3 separate regions of the Anser cygnoides genome follow, and regions 1 and 3 are each linked to region 2. The links are chromatin contacts, called in public Hi-C maps. All regions are on one chromosome and are shown on one strand. The core of a region is the stretch at or near the end of the contact, and the rest is flanking DNA. Distances in the headings are between cores, read along the strand shown. Region 1 overlaps GATAD2A (GATA zinc finger domain containing 2A). Region 2 overlaps GNG7 (G protein subunit gamma 7). Region 3 overlaps SBNO2 (strawberry notch homolog 2).

What was found. Hi-C and Micro-C count contacts between places; a contact is called where the count stands out from the background.
Region 1: a Hi-C map of liver shows a contact between it and region 2, with 2.1 times the contacts expected there. The contact joins two enhancer-like sites. A contact is called at or near these places in 2 of 7 Hi-C or Micro-C datasets (both in liver).
Region 3: a contact with region 2 is called in a Hi-C map of liver, with 7 times the contacts expected there. The contact joins two enhancer-like sites. A contact is called at or near these places in 2 of 7 Hi-C or Micro-C datasets (both in liver).

Annotation. Positions count from the first base shown.
Region 1 is chr27:1,433,845-1,437,533 of Taihu_goose_T2T_genome, reverse strand. All of the region lies in intron 1 of GATAD2A (GATA zinc finger domain containing 2A), which reads left to right. Among named protein-coding and RNA genes, the nearest start is that of GATAD2A, 7.9 kb to the left of the region's middle. Within about 2 kb of position 1,628, at least 1 of the 3 cell types and tissues checked has open chromatin away from gene starts, as enhancers often do. A contact at or near this core is called in liver, where this site is marked.
Region 2 is chr27:1,131,378-1,135,455 of Taihu_goose_T2T_genome, reverse strand. The region is part of intron 2 of GNG7 (G protein subunit gamma 7); the gene reads right to left. Among named protein-coding and RNA genes, the nearest start is that of GNG7, 19 kb to the right of the region's middle. Within about 2 kb of position 2,580, at least 2 of the 3 cell types and tissues checked have open chromatin away from gene starts, as enhancers often do. A contact at or near this core is called in liver, where this site is marked.
Region 3 is chr27:732,180-736,053 of Taihu_goose_T2T_genome, reverse strand. It overlaps SBNO2 (strawberry notch homolog 2), which reads left to right. Exons shown (of 32, transcript XM_066983884.1): 6 at 3,083-3,175; 7 at 3,808-3,874. Among named protein-coding and RNA genes, the nearest start is that of GPX4, 24 kb to the right of the region's middle. Within about 2 kb of position 1,338, at least 2 of the 3 cell types and tissues checked have open chromatin away from gene starts, as enhancers often do. A contact at or near this core is called in liver, where this site is marked.

The DNA.
Region 1 (3,689 bases), core at 379-2,878, 300 kb before region 2:
ACAGATACCTGCCTGTGCTGGTGCTAATCTCCATGAGGAATCTAGTCTGATGCTGGACTGAGAGAATAACTGCTGGGAATTGCTCAAATCCATCTGTGGAATTTAGGTGGAGTTCTTCATGCCGCAACTACAAACCCACTGACCTTGGGAGAAACATTCCCTGTGAGCTCTGAAACCCTTAATTTGTAGGGTCTGCACTGTAAAGCTGAATCCGTCCTGAATCGGGTTTTTCTGTGCCCCGTGTACCAACTGGCCAGCTCTGACTGCGGAGTTTGTTCAAATCTGGTTAACAACGAACGATGCTTTGTTAACAATGACAACCCCAAACCTGCAGCTTCCAAGATGCTTTAGTGGATAAACACAAATCCTGCCAAAAAATCCTTCCAAACCATTTTTTAAGTTGATACCTTGCAAATTTACAGCTCAGCTGAGCCGCACAGTCTGGCTTTCGAACTCAGAACGAGAGCATCTTTGGTGCAGTTCCTGAAAACCGTCGCAGCCCTGTGCAGGAACGCCTCGAGTGTGTCAGAGGAAGGGTGAGAGCAAAGTTTTGAGCGTGGCATTTACAGTACTGTACAGCTGTAGATCTGCTCCTTATCTTCTGGAGAAATTAACCACTTCAGCACAAGTACACCAGTCAGCCCGACTGGTCCCCTCAAGGAAAAAAGCTGCTTTTCTAGGAAATGGGATAGCTACAAATAGAGCTTCGAGAATACAGTTCTCTACTAGAACTGGTAAAAGCTATTAGTTATCCAGGTCATGGTTGTATTTCCTCAATTACCTCTAATTTGGAGGGTGGTAAAGACCAAAATCTGAGAAGGATCAGACGCCCTCAGTGCTGGAGGAAATGTCTTACATGTTTTAATTCTAAGAGCACTTGCTGTTAGCAATGTATTAACATCAGCTCTCTTCTGCTTTCCCTGTCCAGGGTTTCAGAGTATACAGATATTGATACCAGTGTGAATTAGTAATTTAAATATTTTTGAATAAGGAGTCAACAAAAAAGTATAAAACTGAAAGTGTTCATTATTGTGCTCCGAAAGGAGGCAATTCATACTTAAAATTACTTTGTGAATAGCCCAGCGGTCCCGTTGCCCTCAGAGACTGCCCCAAAGAGTCAGGGGAGGCAAATGCAACGTGTGCGCAAGAGGGGAGGAAATCAGCAGATGACGATAAAATCACCTGATTGCAGATGTGGACTGTGGCACAGCCCAGAGTTTCATTTAGAAGGGAAAGTCAGCGAGCAGCAGTCCCGCTGGTGCGGAGCCGGGTGTGGGGTCCTGCTTCCCGTGGGACCGGGGCAGCTAGGGCTCACAGGGATCCGAGCCATTTAGGATCTCGTCAGAGTTTTCTCCGACTAGTTAATTCTTCTCCTAATCAGGGTCAAGTTCTGATGAGCCACGTGACAGTGATCAGTAAACAAGCAAGAGGTGCTTGTTTACAGCCATCCCTCGCCGGAATGGCTCTGTGGGTCTGACTCACTGTTTGCCAGCGAAACGTTTGTGTCCGAAGCTGCAGGTCACGAGCCTAACCGAAGCAATCTGCGCCGGGCTGCGGAGGACCAGTTTTGGGAGCTGGAGATGGTCTTTGGCAGATCTTTAAATAAAAGCAATGCCGGCTGAACTTTGTGCTCTCCCACTTCTGAGCAAAATCGATAGTCCATGAAGCGCTTGTTGAATTGGAGCAGAGCTCCTAATATATCCCCTTCCAGCCATAAAAGTGCTTATTAGGGACAGGGTCAGATAATATCACACTGAAGCACCATCTCTGGCTCGGCAGTATTTGCATATGTCTGCTGCTTTCCCCATTTCCTGAATAACTTACTGATCTTTTTTTTTTTTTTTTTTTTTCAGTTCAGAAAGATTAATTTTCATTTCTGTTTGGGGCTATTCACCTCAGTGCTTAGACCGTGGAATTTTGACCGTTTCCAATCTCGCATCCCGCTTTGCTGCAGAAAACCTTTAAGTGTTACTCCCTGCGGGTGGGAGATGGGCAGACAGACCCCATGGTACGGCTCATATAGGGACTGAAGGGCAGATTCTTCTTGTCAAAAAGCACCCTTTTACCTCCTCATCCTATTCCTGAACTATTTTCCAGAAATTCTGTCTTGAGCAGCTGGTGGTGACTGCAACTTGCGCTTGCAGGAACACAGTTTCAGCAGAAAATAAGTAAAGGAAGGTCTCTTGGTCCCAAATCTATGGAATTCCTTTCATTCTTAGCATAAGCCATCTTAAAATTGTATTCCTGTAATTTCTAGCACCGTCGTAGCACGATTACAGTTTTATCCTTTTTTCCCTTTAAATATTTAAATATATAGTCTGTTAATTTCAAACTCCTAGCCAGCAATGTAAAAGGTGGAACGATACATTCTCTACAAGGTCCTGGGGCTGTCTTTTTTTTTTTTTTTTTAAATGAAAGATTGCAGTCTGTCATCCTAGGACCGGACACCAGGTCAACACCCCCCCCCGTACAGCCCCTGGTGTACGGTGGAAACCAGGTGAGCCTAACAGATAGAGCCACCGGTCTGAAGCATTATTCCGAGCTATCTGTGCTTCTTGATCCTCTGGACCATCCAATGATGTTCTCTGCCCTAACTAAAGCACGTATCGGCTGCCGAGCTTCAGGACCTGCTTAGCCTGTTCTGTATGCCAATATTAGCATGTTCCCGTGCGTCTTGCATCTGCTGCTGGTTGCAGGAAGATGACCAAGTCTTCCAAATCGAGTTTTACTTCTTGTTCTTCTTTGACCTGTCATTCCGACGTGCGTTATCTTGAATTTGAGAAAAGGCCTAATCTCAGTTTTCCTTCTGGGATACTTGCGAATTTGGCACAAATTTTACATCTTATTTTTTTCTGGTCACATCCCAGTACCAAATTCTGCTCTTGTCGCAACAAAATTAACTTCCTAGTGTATGTTACGTTGGGTGGCGTTTTTATGAGGTGTGGTAGTAGGGTGTACAGGAAGGATGAAGTAGGATGAAGTATTTCATCCCTGATAACACCTATGGACTTTGCATTTGGAGTGAGGGAAATACCTTTGCAAGAACAACTTCATGTTGGACTTCATGGCTCCAGCCAAGTTTTACTCTCTTGACGAGGTGTTCGGCGTTAACGCCGAGTCTGGGCTACGTAATGTCAGTTTTGGCTACCAGAATCAATAGCGGTGCCGGTCCCTGGGCTTATGCCACATTCCTAAGTGAAAATCACACGCAAGTGAGTATTTGGGGGAACCTGCTGGGTCGGCTCCATGCCGAAATACGGGTGATAACTGATAGGACAGATGGAACCAACCGAGGTGCCCCTGGCCGGGCCGGCAGGCACCGCTCCCACCGTGGCCACCCGCAGGCTGCAGGCCCGGGGCCCGGGGAGAGGCATGGCCGTGGTGCGGCTGCTGCCTCCGCCGGCAGCGTCACCGTAACGACACGCCCAGGGCACGCCGACCGACTTCCAGCACTCCTTCTCCCACCTGACCATACCCTCTCTGCCTGACGCTTAATTGCGTGCGTGTAATCAAGGCCCAGGTGAGGAGCGGTGAGGTAACACTGCTGTGTGGCGCTCCTGTACCGTGCAGCATCCGACACGGAAAGGCTTGGCCAAAGTGGAGCTGTTGGCTTACTTAAACGGCTCCTGAACTATTGGATTTTAATTTGAACGCAGCACTTAATTTAGATTAAAATCCAATAATGTTAA
Region 2 (4,078 bases), core at 1,331-3,830:
AGGACTACAGCCAACAGATGCTGAACCCGCGTCCCCTGCGGTGGGAAAGGAAGAGCTTCTGCACCTTTGTGTGACCAGGGGGGTGCTGCAGGGCGGTGTTGGAGCAAAAAAGCCAGCGCGGAGTCCTCTGGCTGAGCACGGACATAGCGGCAAGCTCAGCTTTCAAGAAACGAGCACAAAAACCTCAGAGCTTTACGGCAGGAGGACTGAGCCGGCCTCGGGAAAACACAGAAACCACCCCGAGGAGAGCTTCGAGACACGATCGGCGCTCTCGGAGGCGGGGATGCTCCCCTGCCCGCCGCCTTACGGGAGCACGGCCTCCTTCCTGCCTACCCGTAAGCCGTTGCTCAACCCTCCTCCGGTCAGCCCGGCTCACCGCGCTCCAGTCAAAGCCGCTGGGAGCGAGAGCCGTGGACTCCTTCCAAGAATCCATCCGAGCCGAAATCCAACCCTGCTTGTTTTCCCCACTCGCTGCCTGAACACAAACACATTTTTTTTTAGGGAGCAAAACCCACGTCACTTAACTCCCCGCTGGGTTTCAGGCCGCGGTTTGCCTTGCCCCTTTTACCTCCGTCCCCTTTAGGTTTCAGTAAATCAGAGGGAGGGACGGCCCTCATGCCAATTTTTTTTTTTTTTTTCAGAATAGCAAATTCTCACAGATAGCACACTGAAAACAGGAGTATCAACACCAGCTATTCGTGTAATCACGAAGGTGAGAGCGAAAGAGAAAGCCCCGCTACGGAAAAAGGAAGCACCTGCAGCGGGGTACGGGACCGAGAGACCAAAAAGGAGCGTGGGCTACAAGCCTGAAGGCTTCAGCCAACAGCAGAAGGTTGGGGATTGTCCCCGGCTCATCTCCTGGACCCCGAGACCAGGAAGGCCCTGGCTGCTTCCTCGCATTCCCCGGCTCGAGCCGAGCTCTCCATCGTATCGCCCGCGTGCAGGGCTGCGGCAGAAAGGGGGGAGAAAGATGAGCAGCCTGGAGGAATTTCAGCCATCAACAAGCAAACAGCCTCTTCAGCCCTCTCCACAGAGGATGACGTGCCTTTTGTACGGAAGGCTGCTTTCCCCATAGCCTGCTGCCTCCTGCTAATTGCTCTGAGAGATGAACTTGCCCCCGTAAATCACGGGCTGCACGGCGCCAGCGCTCAGCTGTAGCCCCCGCTCGCTGCCTCCCAGCTCTTCCAGCTATACGTGATTTTACAGCATGAAAAAATAATTACTGCTTCTAAATTGCAAACAGATTGAAATAGCAAGCAGCTTGGCCCCGTGAAGTATGTGCAGTTGTTCAAGTGTCTCTGGTGCTCTCGAAGAGGTGATAAATGCCGAGCTGCTGCGGGAATCAGCTGCCGCCTCCGAGCTGCAGGGGAGAGCTCGAAGCCGCGGCCAAAGAGGAGCCACCCAAAACCCAAACCTACCTTTTGACTAAACTGAGCTCTGCTGACAGCAATCACAAGAGGCAACACCCAGTACGGGGATTTTCTCCTTTGAGAGTCACAGCACGGCCGAATAACTCACACCAGTTTGACGGGGGGGGGGGGGGAAATAAAAGAGAACCCTCATCTATACTAAATGAAGTCTTGAAGCTACACCTACCTAAGCGAACGCCTGAAATGACGTTACAAACACCATTATTTGCACTGCTCCCCCTTGAACTTTGTCGATGCACCTGCCTTTCTGACTGCCCTTTCTTTCCTCCTGTTTTAAAAGCAGCGCGGGGATCCCTGGGCGGCCACGTCCAGCTCAGCGCTGTCACAGCAGCCGCCGCAGCGTTTCAGATCCCTCTTGCAACCGGTCACCATTTTAAGCGCTGTTGGGGTTTTCTGCGAGCGCTGCCGTTCGGGACTGCTGTCGAGGGCAGGCCCTGAGCAGCTCCCAGAGGAACAAGGGGTGAGGGCAGCAACCCCCTGCGAGGCACCTGCGGTTCTGACATTGAACCTCCCCACCCCAGAGAGCCCCTCTCATCTCTGCAGCACTGCCCCGTGGCCCTCGCAAAGCCTCCCGGGGGTCACCCACTCGTCCCCCTCGGCCGTTCTGCAGTCGGTGCCAGCCCTGCAGACACCCCCGAGCTCGGCCTGATGAACTGCAGCAGCGTTTCCCCCTGCGCAGACCTTTGAACCGAAGGTTAATGCACCGGGCACAGTTCGCAGCAGGGAAAAAAAGCAGGCCAAGAAAACTTTCCAGAGGAACACAACACCATCTTCGGCTTTCCGCAGAAATGAGCCTTTTGTTTACAGGCTTGCAGAAGCTGACTCCAGGGGCTGGTCTGTTCTTGCTCAGAGAGGGAAAACAAGCCTGACCTCAGCGTGCTGGAATAAACTCTGCCCCCTCCTTCCTTACATGCTTCTCCCAGTGCAAAGGTACAGAACACGATATCCCGCAGCGTGACCCAGCTGAGCGAAGCGTGACCACACGCTCCTGCTTACTGACATCGAAAACAAGACCGCCGGAGCCAAGAAGGTGAACTGGCAGGACCAGCTCTGGCTTTCATTCATCTGGCGGCACCGGCCAGCGACTTCCCAGCTGGCCAAAGGTCTCCAGTAAGTCAGCCGGCCCCCGGTACGCCGCGTACGGCGTTCGCTGCTCAGCGCACAGCTCCCGGGGCACAGCCAGCCGCGCGGCAGGCACTCCCCTATCTCCCACTTGTACCATTTCCTACGCAGGCGATAAGCAGGCTGCAATTTCCTTCGAGCGGATATTGCACGGCAGCGCTTGCCCGAACAAAGGACCTGAACATCGCCGTGCGAGAGTCAGAGGGGCTCTGCCATCCTCGTTAGAAACCTGTCGCAGGCATTCGTCACACCAACAGGTCTGGGGAAAGAACACTTGTCGGTTTTGGTCCTTCTTGACCCATGCCCTGTTTACGTTTTGGGCCAGGATCCCTTGCTCACGCCCGCCCTGCACGCAGGCGAGCTGCTTGCACCACAAGTGCCAGCGCTATCAAAGATACCTTGCAGTGGGTGGGAGCAGCAAGGAGGGGAATTCCTTTCCGAACTGCCTGGAAGCGGCAACAGTTGGTAATGCAAGGCATCTCCCGAGGCAAAGCCTGCAGCTGCCAACGTTCCCTCAAAGCCGGTGCAAAGCTGGAGGGAAGACAGATCATCCCTTCCAGCCCACCAGCAAGCCTGCGGTGCCAGGAACCCCGTGGGAGGCAGTCGCTGCAGAGCCTTTCCACCACCATCTTCCAGCTCCCCGGCAGGAGGAACTCGCTTTCCTTCCTTCGGACGCTCCAAGATCCGGCGGATCGCAGAGCAGGCAGGCGGCCGATGCTGTCAGCTATTCCTACTGCCACTAATAAAGAGTGCTATGAAAAGATTAGAGGGAACACGCGACACGAGACTCACGGAGTCTTTCTGCAGGAAGAGCCTGCTGTATGAGCAGTCTTTACGACTTTTAAAGAACGCTTGAATATGTGACAGAGGGTAAAAATCAAAGACACTGCATGCACAAGGTGAACGAGGCACCAGCCCAGTCACCTCTGCAAATAAAGGTCAACATGCAATGTTCCCGATAACACGATTTGGGATTCCAACGTGAGAATAAGAGAAAACTGCATTTGCGCTGGCTGTGACTTTCGGCTCCTTAGCTCCAGCCTGCTCGTTCAGTGAAGAGACGCGGGTTTTAGGAAGCCCAGAGCCACCGGCAGGCTGTTGGTGCAGAACAGCCGCCGAGCCCTGCCCTGGTGAGAGCGGCGTGCCCGCGCCGTGTTGGTGCCAGCGCCGTGTTGGTGCCCGCGCCCCCGTGCAGCACGGTTGGGCAACGCGGAACAGCTCATGGAAAATCAGAAGCTGCCAAATGGCCAAAGGCTCCTTCCGAGGCGTCTGACTGATCCCCTCGTCGAGGAACTTGGGAACTGTTACATGCCGTACCCATGGGCCAAACTAAAGCATTCCAGGCAGGTACCGCTGACCGGCGGGTAACCAAGGGGCACCGAGCAGCACCGGCACGGGACCGTGATTCACAGCCACGCTGCAATCGCACGAGGTCGGCACCTGCCACGCGGCGCGGCGCGTCTCGCCCGGGCAAGCAGGTTGCAGACCCACAGCGGCGCTTCAGGTTCCCCCAGGACCGACGTCTC
Region 3 (3,874 bases), core at 89-2,588, 400 kb after region 2:
TGTGGCTTGTCCTCGTTAAAAACAACCCAAAAACAACCCAGAAACCACCCACGTGTTTTCTGTCACGCAGCAATTTGAAGACATGTTACGGAAAAGACCATATCTGTATTTTAGCTTTGCCCCCTCTCTGCCAGCCATCGTTAGCACTGGGGAAGTGTTTTACTGCAGGGGGACGGAGGAGGACTGGAGAAAAGCGTCGCGGCTCGATTGCACGCTGCTGAAACGTTTCAAGCTCACCGAGAAACTCTTATCTCGAGTGCCCAGGGCTGAAGCTTTGGGCGGAGTGTTCCTAAACCAAGAGGAAATGGCTGGGCTCAGAGCTGCCTTCGTGTGCCCGTGCTGGGGGAGCTGGCACCAGAACTAAGGGAGAGGTGTTCGGTGCGTCGTCTCCGTGCGTTAGTTCTGAAGCGGGCACGGAGGGAAGAGCTACCACATAGTTAAATATTTGCAGGAGTTAGCAGACAAAACACGCTTGCTTAATTTGTGATGGAGTTGTGAAATACCTTTAAAAATAGTTGGGGTAGTCCATTGTGCTTTCTCACAACCATCTCCCGAGAATTCACGGCCTTTTTAGATCGGGGAAACAAAGCCCTGCCTCTGAAAGCTCGGAGCTCCAATTCTTGTGACTCGTGGACGCGTTTTTCTCAGCCTAACTCATTCATAGCACTTAAAACAGTGAACACCCTTCTCCTAGCTCCGTACTAGGGATTGTGTTTCTGCTGGGGGGAGCTGGCTCGCCAGCCAGATGCGACTGCTCATTTCCCATGGAAGTCACAGCGAGATGGGGTAAAGGGAGAACAATGCAAGGAGGAAGAAAGTGGACTAAGATCAAGCCTCGGTGCAGTTGTCAGCAGCTTCACGGAGTGAGTCCATCTCCTGCTCCATCCCAGTGTTCTCACGCACGGTGTACTCTTACGTTAACGGGTTTAGGTACGTCACCTAGAGAAAGGAGAAAATCGGGCAGTGAGGTGAGCAAGAGGAGAGAGGGGCAGGAGCTGTGTGAGCTCAGTCCGGAGCAAGGTGATTTATTGCCCCGTGCAGCCCCTGGCCCCGCCTGGACTGGTCCTCGCAGCGTATCCTCAGCTGTGGGGTCTGTTTTCCATTGCCCCAGACCGCTGGGTCTCTGTCCTTTTCCTTGTAACACCTGAGGCGAAAAGCCGCGTGCCAAAGCCGCGTTGCTGAATCGGGACGGCAGGGGTTTCTGTTCGCAAGATGACACGAAGCAAAACCAGAGCTACCCGAACTTCCCACTGCCGCAGCTGCGCGTCCCCCGATCCTGCAGGATCCGGACCTTCTATTGCCTAAGAAGAAACTTTGGTATTGAGCTCAGATTTGTAGGTGGAGATGTTTCACCTGCTCTCCAGATTTGTTGGCACTGAAAATAGCTCTTCCGTCCAGCTTCCTTCTGGTAATTCTGACTCAGGCTTCCAGTAATGGAGGGTGTTTTTTTCTTTCTTCTTTTTTTTTTTTTCTCTTTAATTTTAAAAAAAGGAAATAATCAGAGTGTTTATGCTTAAGAACTTCCCATTTTTCACTTCTGCCTGTGGAGCATAGGTCTCTTCAAGTCTGGCGCTCTTGACAGGCTATAAAGTTGAAGCAGTGCCGCTTTTGGAGCCGCTGATTGCTTTGGATGCCATGAGCTGCTGGCTTGACCTTGCTCGCTGTCGGGAAATTCCAGGGCGATTTTGTTTGTGTGGGGGCAGACAAAGGCTCTCCTCAATTGTGCCTTCCCGGCTCGGAGCGGCTTGGGCGCTGCGAGCGGCTGCGGTGCGGCGGGCTGGCCGGACCCGGGCAATCATTAACCCGGCGCAGCAGCTGGCGCCTGCGGGCACCGGCACCCGCCCCGAGCACGACGGCCGCGGCGGCAGCCTGGCGCTGCTCTGCTGGGCCCCGGCGCCCTTTGGGACCCGGGCTTCGCGGCCAGGATCTGCGCTGCGGAGGTGCTGGGCCCCGCAGGTGTGAGGTGAACCCCCCGTGCAAGCGGTGGTGGTGGCAGCAGCGGTCCTTAACCTCGCAGAGCCAGTGCTGAGCCACGGGCCGCCCTCTGGTGCGGCTGCTTCATTACTTCAAACAGCATTTTTAATGTTAAAAACACAATTGCAAAACCGGTAAGTAAATGCTTGCCTCGAGGGCAGTTTGTAAGAAGGTTGTAAAATGTCGGGGTTCTGATGTAACGCCCGGTCCGCTCCCAGGGGCGGCTTTGGGTTGCAGCCCTGTTCAGTCCTCCCCACCGCCCCTGCTTGGGTCTCCTCGGCCGTACTTCAGTCTCCCCGTTTGCTCCCCGCAGTGGTGCTTTTTCTCTCCCGTTAGCAAGCCCAGCCCCGTGCTCTCGCTGGGACTCACCAGTTCAGAACGAAACGTGTGCAATGGCAGCGGGAGTCTGCACGGCTCCTTTTGTCGGGGACCTGCCCTTCAGGGAGCGCAGAGCACTGCAGTGCAGAGCTGCCCGCGGAGCAGCTGGGGCCCGGTGGCTAACGTAACTGCTCCGGTGCAGAGCAAACCCAGCGCTCCCATAGCAAACTTGCATCAGGTCTTGACAGGCTTTGTAAGAGTCCTTTGAAAGTGGCGGTGTTTGCACAGGTAACCTGTTGGTGCGAGTGTGAGCGGCCTGAAAGGTGGGCTTCTGCCTGAGGTCCCCAGTTGGAAGGCAGAGTGGAGTGTTTGGGGTGACCTGTCTTAATGCCAGCAGTTGTTACAGCTCTGGCAGAAGGGCTCCTGTCCCAGTCGTGTTCACGCTGCGGGAGGACACGCGTCTCTGCAGGCTTTCATCTCACACAGAAACACACAAAATGTTCATGCTTCTTGCAGGAATGCTTTTACCTTCGTCAGTTATTCCCTGTGTTTGTGTTGACGAAGGCATGTGGGGCGTTTGCAAGATTTATTAGTTTCCAGAATTACTCCCCAGGGCTTGTCATTCACAAACAGAAAGTATTAAAGCATTGACGTCACCGGAGTGTAAGGTCTGAGCACAGAGCACAAGTGTCCTCGCTGTTGTTGTGTTTTCGTGCTTTAATTTGCTGGAGCTGAGGCTGGAGGGCTGGAGGTTACGGCTGCTCTCTGACCTGCGTCCTTTCTGTTCCAGCTGTTCTCACCCAGCAGATCGTTCGGTGGCTTGAACAGCTCAAACGACCCCGTTCCTGCTGTCCCCAGCACCCCGCTCCTCATAAGCTACCAGGTGAGAACCACAATCTGCTCCAGCAGAACCGCACATCGAGCTCCTAACTCGGTACCGACGCTGTGCAGGGAAGAGCAATTCTAACCACGTTCCCTTCAGGGGGAGTGAGACAAGAAAATCAGCCAGATACATTGCAAGTCGCTGCCCTTTCCCAGAAGTGCCTCGTATCTCCCTCGGTGGAACCTGGCTGCGTTAGGGAGTGATGTGTGCCTTCTGTACAGCTACGTCAGCAGTCTGTAGGGGCCCTTCCTCCTGGAACGCGTGCCTTCGCTTCACGCTGCCAAGTGCCAAGCTGAGCTGAAAGCTGGTCCGGGTCCCTTACTTGGGGTCAGGTTAGAGTACGGTTGGGCAGAACTAATGCTAGCCCACAACCCACCTGAAAAGTGATGTAAACATCTTTTCCTAATTCGGTGTGGACTAGGCCCTGAAAGTAGCTCTTAAAGCACTCGCTAGGGCTCTGGGGTGGGCTCTCGACGGCTGTTTTCCTTTGTTGCTGGAGTCTGTAAATGAGATTAATTGTACCCGAAGGGGTTGTGAAGTTGTGTTGGGATGGATTAAATGGTAGCTTCTGGGACTGTGTCCATAGGCCAATGAGAACATTAATATTTGGTCAATGCTGTTTTTCTTTTCAGTCTCAGGCTCCTGCAGAGGAGGATGATGAAGGTGATGAGGAAGAAACAGAAGAGTTGGGACAAACGG